2 separate regions of the Ovis aries genome follow, and region 1 is linked to region 2. Evidence: chromatin contacts called from public Hi-C data. All regions are on one chromosome and are shown on one strand. The core of a region is the stretch at or near the end of the contact, and the rest is flanking DNA. Distances in the headings are between cores, read along the strand shown. Region 1 overlaps LOC132658221 (vomeronasal type-1 receptor 90-like). Region 2 overlaps SLC6A6 (solute carrier family 6 member 6).

Region 1 (5,328 bases), core at 2,288-4,787, 320 kb after region 2:
TGGACTGGTGATTCATTTCACATGGGATAATTTACATGTTGAAATGCCATTCTCCCATATCATCCCACCCTCGCCCTTTCCCACAGAGTCCAAAAGACTGTTCTATACATCTGTGTCTCTTTTGCTGTCTTGCATACAGGGTTATCATTACCATCTTTCTAAATTCCATATATACTCATTAGTATACTGTATTGGTGTTTTTCTTTCTGGTTTACTTCACTCTGTATAATAGGCTCCAGTTTCATCCACCTCATTAGAACTGATTCAAATGTATTCTTTTTAATGGCTGAGTAATATTCCATTGTGTATATGTACCACAGGTTTCTTATCCATTCGTCTGCTGATGGACATCTAGGCTGCTTCCATGTCCTGGCTATTATAAACAGTGCTGTGATGAACATTGGGGTACGTGTGTCTCTTTTAATTCTGGTTTCCTCAGTGTGCATGCCCAGCAGTGGGATTACTGGGTCATATGGCAGTTCTATTTCCAATTTTTTAAGAAATCTCCATACTTTTCTCCATAGTGGCTGTACTAGTTTGCATTCCCACCAACAGTGTAAGAGGGTTCCTTTTTCTCCACACCCTCTCCAGCATTTATTGCTTGTAGACTTTTGGATATCAGCCATTCTGACTGGCATGAAATGGCACCTCATTGTGGTTTTGATTTGCATTAAGAGAGTAAATCTTAAAAATCCTTATCACAAGAAAACAAAGCATTTGTAACTATGTACGGCAACAGATGTTACCGAAACTTATTTTCAATATATACCGATAACAGATCATTGCGTTGTACACCTGAAAGTAATATAACATTATATTCCAATTTTACCTTAGTATCAACATAAAAATATATTAATAAGTATGAAATCTTTGAGGTAAATGAGCTCTACTTCCCAGCTAGTTTTGTTGACAATATACTCTTGGGATTTCTGTCCAGTCTGCAGTCTCTGTGGTTAATGAAGCATCTGAAAGCTTATAAATATTGATTACATTCAGAAGATTTATATACATTATTAATTTTTCTTATTGAATAAGAGAGAGGTTATTTTGAAAAGTTTTTCGCCATTCAATGGCACCCCACTCCAGTACTCTTGCCTGGAAAATCCCATGGTTGGAGGAACCTGGAAGGCTGCAGTCCACAGGATCGCTGAGGGTTGGAGACGACTGAGCGACTTCACTTTCACTTTTTACTTTCATGCACTGGAGAAGGAAATGGCAACACACTGCAGTGTTGCCTGGAGAATCCCAGGGACGGAGGAGCCTGGTGGGCTGCCGTCTATGGGGTCGCACAGAGTCGGACACGACTGAAACGACTTAGCAGCAGTAGCAGCAGCAGCATAGATGACTTCTCTCCAGGATGAATTCTCCAATTCCTAACGAGGATCATTTAGAGTTGAAGACTTTCCTACACTGTCTGCACCCAACAGCGTTCTTACAACCGCTGAAAAAGAGTTGAGCTATAGCTGAAGGATTTCCCACATTTACTACATTCATAAGAGTTTAATGGATTGAATGGTGTCCCCTTCAAATATAGAAGTTTTATAATCGGTTAAACCATAACCTCCAAAATTCACCCAGAACTTCAGAAGGTTATCCTATTTGGAAATGAAGTCTTTGAAGATACAGTTATTTAGGACAAGGCCATACTAGACCAGGGTGGGTCCTAACTCCACTGACTGGTTTCCTTATAAGAAGCAAGAGGACACACAGACACATTCAGGAAGAACAGCACCAAGGAAGGATGTTGAAGGTTACTGGAGATCTGCAAGGCTGGGAAAGAGGCATGGGACAGACCCCTCAGAGCCTTCATGAGAAACTAACTTCAACTACAGCTGCTTTTCAGCTTCAGGTTTCTTTGCTGAACTGTGAGAGAATAAACTATTATGTGTTCAAGCCTGTGGGTGCAGGCACGCTACGTCCATTCATTCGCGTCTGACTCTTTGTGACCTCACGGACTGTAGCCCTCCAGGCTCCTCTGTCCATGGGATTCTCCAAGCAAGAATACTGGAGTGGGTTGACATTTCCTCCTCCAGGGGATCTTCCTGACCCAGGAATCGAACCCGCATCTCTTTTAAGTCTTCTGCATTGGCAGGCAGGTTCTTTACCACTAGCGCCACCTGGGAAGCCCATTTATGGTCATATCTGGAAAATTAATTAGATACATAAAATTCATTGAGAGGTGTGCTAAAAAGATACAAGCTGCTAATGAAACAAGTTTTAAGTGGCTTTCCAAAAGGCCCAACCACCAAGCCAGTTTCCATGTTCAGCGGGCGCTAGAGAAAGCCTTGCGCACAGTTCTGGCGCCATCTCGTGTCAACACTGAGCCGAGCACTTTTAAATATTCTAAACAAGAGAGGGTAAATAAAGGCAAAGAAGAGCAGAGGGATGTGGCCAAGCGTTCCTGAAAACCCGGGGAGGGAAAGGAGATGCGCCTGGAAAGGCAGGCTGGGCCAGCTCTGAGCCAGGCCTTTATCCCATTGGCACTGAAGGGCTCTTAGCACCCAAGTGACACGATCACATGTGTGTTTTAGAACAAACCATCCTAGGAATACAGGCACGGACTGTGAGAAGGGATCAGATGCCACGTGGACAGCTGGTCCAAGCTGTGCTTCAGCCTCAATTTTGGGGCCAGATCACAGGATTGGCTGCCTCCCACCAGAACACAAGCAGGGATTACTGGCTTATACGTTCGTGTCTATGCCCCCCACCCTACCCTGGCTTAACACTTTTTATTAGGAATTAAAAGAGGTGACATCTTACCACATACAGACCACAGGATAATTCTGCCGAAGTCCTTACCCCGAGCATCCCCCAAGCCTCTTTCTGAACGTTCCGACAGGAGGGCGTGTCCACCCATCTCACAGCTGACAACCGGGCTCAGTGAGGTCGCCCCCCGCCCGGGCCAAGGCCGTCCTCCGACTCCGGACTCCCTCACCGCCCGGAGCCCAGGGAGCGCCTCCCGCCTCAGGTCCAAACGCCGGCGCAGCCCAGGCTCGGCTGGGCTCGGCTGTCCGTGCCGCCCCCGCCCCGGACCGCGGACACATCCACCCGACGACGGGGCGGGGGCGCGCTTCTCCGGACGGCCCGACGGGCAATTTCAGCCCCAGGGGACCTGTCCCCCAGAACCCCTCCCAGGGTAACCGGAGCCGAGGGCCCAGCCCAGGGAGGCGACACCCAGTCCCGGCAGACAGGGCACAAGGCCCCCGCCATCCACAGCCCGAGCTGCGCAACCCGGGAAAGACTCACGGGCCTGGCGAACGAAGCGCCCCGCTTCCCCTGTTTAGCCTGAAAAGGTGAGGTCTACACGCGAAGGACCGCAGGACTGCCAGAGCAGCTTCACCCCTAACAAGTCCCGCCACCGCCTCCGTTAGGCGGGACCCACTCAGTCGCCCTTGCGGTCACCCGCTCCGCTCCCGGGAACTAGCTCGGCTCCGCTCGGCTCCGCTCGGCCCCGCTCCGCTCTACCCGACAGGCTCTGTCCACCTGCTCGGCTCTGCTCGGCTCCGCTCGGCTCGCCTCAGCTCCGCTCGGCTCCGCTCGGCCCCGCTCGGCCCCGCTCGGCTCTACCCGACAGGCTCTGTCCACCTGCTCGGCTCCGCTCGGCTCTCCTCGGCTCCGCTCGGCTCTCCTCAGCCCCGCTCGGCCCCGCTCGGCCCCGCTCGGCTCTGCCCGACAGGCTCTGTCCGCCTGCTCGGCTCCGCTCGGCGCACCAGCTGTGCGGCTATCGACCCGTGGAACAATCGCGACCCGCGCGCTGGCCTGGCTGGGCGCTACGGTCCGGCTCGGCCCTGTTTGGCCCCCCTTCGGCTTGTGTCCCGCACCGCCGTCTCCACCCGCAGCCTCGTCGCCTTCTCCGGCCACCCGAGGAGCCGCCTGCCCCTGCCCCCCCGCCAGCGGCCGGGCCGCTCTGAGGGAGCCGGCCGTACCCCGCCCCGCAGAGGCCGCGCGGGCTGCGGGGCAGCCCCTGGGTTCCGGGCCGCCGCGGCCTCGGCTCGCGTCCAGGCCCCCGCACCGCCGCCGGAGGACCGTGGGGCCGGCCCCTCCCCGCCGAGTCCCGGTCTCGGCGGCTGCGGACTGGAGCTGCTGAGGAGCGCGTGGTCCCGGGGCTCGCGGCGGGGCTGAGGCGCCGGGGGCGCGTGTCGCTCTGTGAGCTGGGCGGAGGGTGGACGCAGGGGAGGGCCGGGGCAGGCCAGCCAGAGCCCGGGCCCTGAGGGCGGAGACACGCGCGGAGGCCGGCCCGCTGCCTGGCCGTGCAGAGCTGTGTGTCTTCAGCAAGTCGCCCAGTGTCCTCAGTAAGAGACCAGTTCCTTTACAAGCAAGAACCCTGTGGGCGCCCCTGCCCGGGACCTGGAAGAATGAGGTCGCACAGGTGTCAGTCCTATTCCGTGTCCTTCAGAAGGTTGGGTTGAGGGAAGGATGGTCCATAGCCTCCACTGAGTTTCATCCACAAACCTTTCCTCGCCTGGAACTCAAAGCTGGCGAGGCAGGGCAACAGGTGGGTACTTGAACTGCAAGCTGCAGAAACTGGATTTAGGAATTCAAATGAAAACAATTGTTTGAAAGGATATACTGAAAGGTTGGGGAATTAAGGGAGGCCTGAAGGAAAAAAAAACCGTAGAAGCCAGTAGCCACGACCTCTGGACATTAACCCCGGGACGCTGAGCTGTCGCTGCTTGGACTGTGTCCAGAGTAGAGGATCTGATTAATGGGATGTAGGTGTCAGGAAATTCTTCACGTTGGAGTCGGCTTTGCAGGATGAATAGAAGTTGGCCAAAGGGAGAAGAATGGGGCTTCCACATAAGAGGAGCAGGGGGACAGGGCCGGGATCTGGGGGCCACAGTATGCCAGGTGCTCCCCTGGTCATCTTACTCAGTGCTCACAAACCCTACTACCTAGGTGCCGTTAATTTTTTGGGGAAATGATTTTATCTTCTTCATAAAATTGCTAAATGCCTTTCTAAAGAATTCAAGCTAGATAGCAAAATGCTGCAGAAATTGGGGGTGGGGGTAGGGGTAATCATAGCAAATTCTAGTACCCCAAATGTCCAAGATTAATATTAGCAACATCATCTCAGATATCATTGTAGGCCTATATATGGCAGGAGGCAAGAAGGAGAAAAAACTGGAGGGAGATTGGATGGAAGGGAGGGAGGGCAAAAGGAATCAGAATTCTGTGAAGGGGGAATCCCACTATTTGCTAAATTTTAAAATATATTAAGCTTATTATACTTGAATTTAACAAAATAATTTAAATAAAAGCAGTTGCTAATTTGATTGTTTGCTATCATAACAGATATTTCCTCCAAGATTCCCCCCCACCCCAAGATTA
Region 2 (5,758 bases), core at 1,290-3,789:
GGCACACAAGCAAGGCGCAGAGCGTCTGCACCACGATCACAATCTCTTGGAAGAATTGAGCAGCAGTGAACTCTGAGCCAAGTGTCAGACCCTCAGAAGGACGAATGCTGTTCCACGCAAGGGAACTGACATCCAGAGAAGCCAAGTGACCTGAACTTGGGTCTTGAGCCCCCCAGGCCCAGGAGCTCCCTCCTCCCCAGCCCGGCCATGCCGGGGTCAGCCACTGAGCAAGGCCACAGCCAGGACGAGGCCATCCGGCCCCCACGGTGGCTGCAGACCTGGTCTATGGCCAGGGCTGGAAGTCATGGCCAGCGGTGGCCGCCGAGGAGCTCGAGGAAGTCCTCGGATCCTCCCTGTGTTTGTCCTGGCTTCCCCGGGGGCTGGCCCAGCCCTGCTATTGTTCTGGGGGCCACGCCTGCCCCTGGGGGCCCGGAGCCTCTTCTCTGGGGGCAGCAGGGGGACCTCCAGCCAGTCACGTCCGTCAGCCGCCAAGGGACAGCCCTGCACCCTCTCCATTTCACTTCGACTCTGGTCTCCTGCCCCTGCATGTGTCTCGGGTGAGGCTCACGGTTCCTGGCGGACATCAGCTCCTCCATTGGACCAGGGGCTCCCCGAGGGTCTGGTCGGACACATCTCTGGGCCTTTGAATGGCTTACCCCTCACTTCCGACAAATCTACGCCTCTAAGCGCCCTTCTTGGTGAGCCTTGCCTGAAACCACACCCGGCACGCCTGTCTTCCTCCACCACGTCACGCGCCCCCTTTAGCTCTTGTCTCCTTAGATCACTTTACCTAAGAGGCCCTTCACCGGGGAGAACTCGCAATCACAGCCCCTTCTCCCAATGACGTCACCCACTGCCCATCACTGTCCTTCAAAAGCCACCTTAACTCAACTCTTTTGACCTTTGAGGACTTCTTGGTCTTAGAGAGATTGTCCCGGATGGAGATGCAAATGATGGGGGTCGGGGGATGGCAGACAGGGGGTCACGTAAGGGTAGGCCAGCCAACACCTACGCTGTGGCTGTTGGTGCCCTGGGTTCAGCCCGGTGAGCCCAAGGGAACCCTCTGGAGGGTTTTTCGCCACCAGGATGACTATGGTATTATACTGGCTGGTGTTCTGCTTACCAGGTCATCCATCGCCCGGCTCTGTTAACAGGTAATATTTCGGTTACAGGCTAACAGTTTCATCACTGACAGTATACCAGCTAACCCTAAAGCCTGCATGAATGTAACACGAATTTTCAGCTACCACCTTTGCTAACAGTAATGTCTTGGCACTAGGTAACAGATTAACCAGCAGCAGATGCTTCAGCGACAGCCAGCACTTCGGTTATGAGCAAACGACTTAACGATCGGTGAGAGCTCTCCTTAATAACTAACTTCCTAGTTAACAGCTGAAATGTAAGGCCTAAGTTAATTCGGTTAATCTGACTTAGCGGCAAAAATGCGTTGAGAAGTTTTGCTTCTCAAACCTCAGTGCACATTTGGGGGAAAAGTGTTCAAATGCAGCTTCTGATTCTGTAGGTCTGGGGTCAGCCCATGGGTCTACATTTCTAAAGGGTCGACAGGGGATGTTGAGGTCGCAAGGGTCCCCGTGGCTGGTGAGCAGTTGGTAGCTAACAACACCGTTACCGGTTAACTTTGCAGTGGTATCTCAGGGTTTGTTATCCGCTAACAGTCCCTTGGACTGCAAGGAGATCCGACTAGTCCATTCTAAAAGAGATCAGTCCTGGGTGTTCTTTGGAAGGAATGATGCTAAAGCTGAAACTCCAGTACTTTGGCCACCTCATGCAAAGAGTTGACTCATTGGAAAAGTCTCTGATGCTGGGAGGGATTGGGGGCAGGAGGAGAAGGGGACGGCAGAGGATGAGATGGCTGGATGGCATCACTGACTCGATGGACATGAGTTTGAGTGAATTCCAGGAGATGGTGATGGACAGGGAGGCCTGGTGTGCTGCGATTCATGGGGTCGCAAAGAGTCGGACACGACTGAGTGACTGAACTGAACTGAACATCCTCACAGCCCACCACTCCCTAATGGGGTACCAGTGGTGTGTGGGTGCTTGGAGAGCACACCACCCCATTTCAGGAATCTTGCGGGCTGATTGTCAAACCATCAATAACTTGAAATTGGACCCGCTGGGCAGATTTACATTGTGAAATGGGCAAACGCCACAACCGAGGGGGCTGCTAGGAGAACTGGTTAATCAGGACCAGTTTTGAGCAGGAGGGCCCCAGGGGCACAGGAGCCGACCCTGCAGAGGGCCAGGCTCCACGAGGCGGGATGAGAGCACAACTCACTTTGCCCGTGGACTTGACGCCCTTCCAGATGCAGAAGAAACAGACCAGCCAGACCAGGAGGAGGCAGAGAGCAAGGTCCCACTTCAGAGCGCCCGGTTCGTCAATCCCAGAAGACAAGCTCAGCACCTTCCGCCTTCAAGCAAACAGAGCCAAGTCAGATGGGCCGGACCAGGGCTGGGAGAGCCAGCGCCAGGATTCCAGCAGTCTGGGGCTCAACCGTGCCTCCAAGCTGCGGAATCCCGCTGGTCTTGGGAAATCTTAGCTAACACCAGTTTCACAGAGTCTTAGGGAAGCCAACCAGGGGATGGGTCTGGACTCCTGAGTCGGGCGCACGTGGGTTCTATCCAGCCAGGCCTCAGGCAAGTTACGTTAAACCCCTAAGCCTCAGTTTCCTCGTCTGTGAACTAGGTACTGATTCCCATGTGATCGATTTCTCACAGACCTTTGCAGTGCTCCCTGTGGGCCAGACACTGGGTTCCGACTGGGCTCCAGCGTCCAACCACTGCCTTAACCACTTAACTTAACCACTGGGGGCTAGGTATCCAACTGCCTGCCTCAGTCTCCTCATCTCTAAAATGGGAATGACCACCCGCTCCCCCCACCCCGCCAGCCCACATTCTCTGTCCTGTCCCTGTTTTTGTATTTGCCCCCATTCCTTATCTGGATATCTCACTGAAAGATAGGTCTCCAGGGTGTTGGTTCTCTCTGGGGCTGCAGGACACCCACACGCCTCTCCGAGGGGGAAGAGAAAAGCCACGCAAAATACACTGGCCCCGGACGCCGCCAGCGGCCAGCAGACCGCGGCGGCCATTGCTGTCTTGGGGCTGAGACCCCAGGGCAGCTCCGGGCACCCAGGGAGGGCTGCTTCCTCACCTGCCCCAAGCCGGGGTTGTGACGGGCTTGGGAGGAGGTGAGCGAACCGTCTGAAGGACAATCAGCACAGCCAGCAGCTCCACTCAGCATCACATGGCAGAGCCTGGGCCTCTGGGGTCCAGAGCCTTGTTGACCAGGGGAGACGCCCACAGTGCTACTCAGACACGCCCCTGAGGGGCAGACGCCTCCTGGAACTGGGCTGGGGCCCCCAGGCTGCTGACACCGTGAAACTTAACACCCAGAAACTGACCCCGTGGTCCCGGAGCTCCGACTGCTGAGGCAGTGACCCAGGGCAGCCAGGCTGAGCACAGGGACACTGGTCCCGTGAGCTCTGCTGTCACAGGCTCCTGTTCCCGAGAAGCTGGCTCCCCCTAGAGACCCAGCTCCCTGTTCAAGGGCCACAGTCTCGGGCAGGAGCGGCAAGAGGGGCGTTTGAACCCGCCCTCCATTTCCTCTTCCGCAGAACGCAAACACGAGCTCTGGCCCCCAGACCACCCACAGCTCTCCGCCAGTCCGCGAGCAGGCCGATCCCCAGGATCAGGGCTCAGAGGGCCCACTGGCCCAGGACACGTCCTCATTGTTTTTCAGTTTTCTCCAAAGACGCTTCAAAGCGAGGACCTTGAATAAATCCAAGGTTCCCACCTCAACTGGCACTCGGGTGAGGCCTTTCTGCGGCTCACCCCCAACATCCAGGGGCTCCCTCAGGCACCGAGGCCACATCAACGAGGCTTCTCTAATTTACCTCATCTGGTCCAAGGGCTGGAAGTCACTGGCCCTGTTTTACAGATGGGGAAAACTGAGGCTTGGAGTTCCAATCACCCACGGACACATGGCCAGCAGGTGGCAGAGCTGCCACCCTACATCAGGGCTGTCTGACCCCCAAAGCCGGTGCTCTCCCGGCTCCACTGCCTTTTCTGATTAATACAGAAATCAGAGCCTTCACTTTAACAAGAATTGCTCCAGGCCTTGCTTCGGCAGGGCTCACGGGACCCTCAGGGCCGGGGGCCTCTTCACGAGGCAGGCTGTGCAGCTGGTCAAGTACAAGCACGTGGGCCTGGCCCTGAGGTGGCTTTAGAACAGGGCCCTTCCTGGCGCGGCCTCCAGGGCTTGGCTCCTTCCATGAAGCCGGGGCCTGCTGGGCAGCAGCCAAGGCTTCCGTGTGAATGGGTGGCCTCGGGGAGGCCCCTCTCTGCCGCCAGGCTTCCGGGGAGGTCTACCATGATGCTCCAGATGCCTGGTGTCCTTCCGGCTCCCCGGCCGCCCCCTCACCCTGGATGTCGCCCTCAGGGGAGCCTGTCTTGCCTACCAGACTCCAGACACTCCGCAGATGAGGCACACAGCAGGTGCTCAGCCAGTGCCACGGCGTGTCCAGGCACAAGAGGTCTTCTCTTTCTCCTCAGGGGCGAGCTGACCTAGGGGCCCGAGACCCCAAAGCCCCCATCCTGACCACACCAGCCCCACGCTTAGGTCATAGGCACCCTCCTGCCGGCTCCCACTGCCGCGCTGGGCAAACCTGTGGTGCCCACTACGGAGGGGAGGGGGCCGCGTGGCCTTGCTCTGGCAGCCGCCCAGCCACAGAGGCCACAACGGGGAAATCGAGTCACGCACTTGCTTCCCCGCTGCTGGTGGCAAAGCCCCTCTGAAGCGCCAGCAGTAACCGTTGAAGCCACCTTTCCTGTGATCCAGCAATTCTATCCCAAGACTCTCCTGGATATGGCCAATGACAGGGTCCACCCCAAGCTGTTCGGGCTTCCCAGGTGGCCTTAGACCCCACCTGCCAATGCAGGAGATGTAAGAGACACGGGTTCGATCCCTGGGCTGGGAAGGTCCCCTGGAGGAGGGCATGGCAACCCACTCCAGTATTCTTGCCTGGAGAATCCCATGGACAGAGGAGCCTGGCGGGCTACAGACCATGGGGTCCCAAAGAGTCGGACACAACTGAGCGACTTAGCACACACCTCGAGCTCTTCACCTCGGCTCTGTCTGCGGCAGCAGACATGGGAAACCAGCCACCCAGAGGGCCGTGGGAGGGGTCCGAGCAGGCGTGCAGCAGGCGCGTGGCGGAGCGTCATGCAGCCTACAGGACCTCAGGAATCTCCCTGCGCGCTGATCAGGGGCGATGTCCCAGGGGTGAGGCAAGTGACCAGGACACACGAAACAGTGGGGCAGTCGCTGGCCCGGGGGGGTGCAGGGGAGGGGGGCTGCCTTACCAGGGAATGTGTTTCTTAAACCATCTGAATGCTGTTAATGGGCGCATATCACCTTCACAAAAATTAAGGTTCTTACAAAGGCTTGCAAGGGGCCAGCAGTGCAGACGTTCTAGGAACGGAACGAAAGTCCTCCCGTCAATCAGGGGTTGTCATAACAGAGCCCGAAGTGGGCTCGCGGCCAAAGTAACCAACATCCTTTCCAAAGTCATCTCGGGGGTAGCTGGGAGGCCGAAGAGCATGCAGGCCCATCGGAATCCCTCTGGAGGGGACACAGTTTGAAGGACCCTTTCCTATTGGATGCCCACGAGGCACGGCCCAGGATTTGTTGGGTCTTCCCTCTCTGGTGCACGGGACTGCTCGGTAAACTGTAGAGTGC

What was found. Hi-C and Micro-C count contacts between places; a contact is called where the count stands out from the background.
Region 1: a Hi-C map of tail adipose tissue shows a contact between it and region 2, with 4 times the contacts expected there. The contact joins two enhancer-like sites. A contact is called at or near these places in 7 of 16 Hi-C or Micro-C datasets (blood, hypothalamus, liver and 2 more).

Annotation. Positions count from the first base shown.
Region 1 is chr19:58,053,029-58,058,356 of ARS-UI_Ramb_v3.0, forward strand. LOC132658221 (vomeronasal type-1 receptor 90-like) reads left to right here. Exons shown (of 1, transcript XM_060402956.1): 1 at 1-3,415. Among named protein-coding and RNA genes, the nearest start is that of WNT7A, 11 kb to the right of the region's middle. Within about 2 kb of position 3,538, at least 54 of the 54 cell types and tissues checked have an H3K27ac peak or open chromatin away from gene starts, as enhancers often do. A contact at or near this core is called in tail adipose tissue, where this site is marked.
Region 2 is chr19:57,738,577-57,744,334 of ARS-UI_Ramb_v3.0, forward strand. It overlaps SLC6A6 (solute carrier family 6 member 6), which reads right to left. Exons shown (of 13, transcript XM_042236439.2): 5 at 2,300-2,432. Among named protein-coding and RNA genes, the nearest start is that of SLC6A6, 56 kb to the right of the region's middle. Within about 2 kb of position 2,540, at least 2 of the 54 cell types and tissues checked have an H3K27ac peak or open chromatin away from gene starts, as enhancers often do. A contact at or near this core is called in tail adipose tissue, where this site is marked.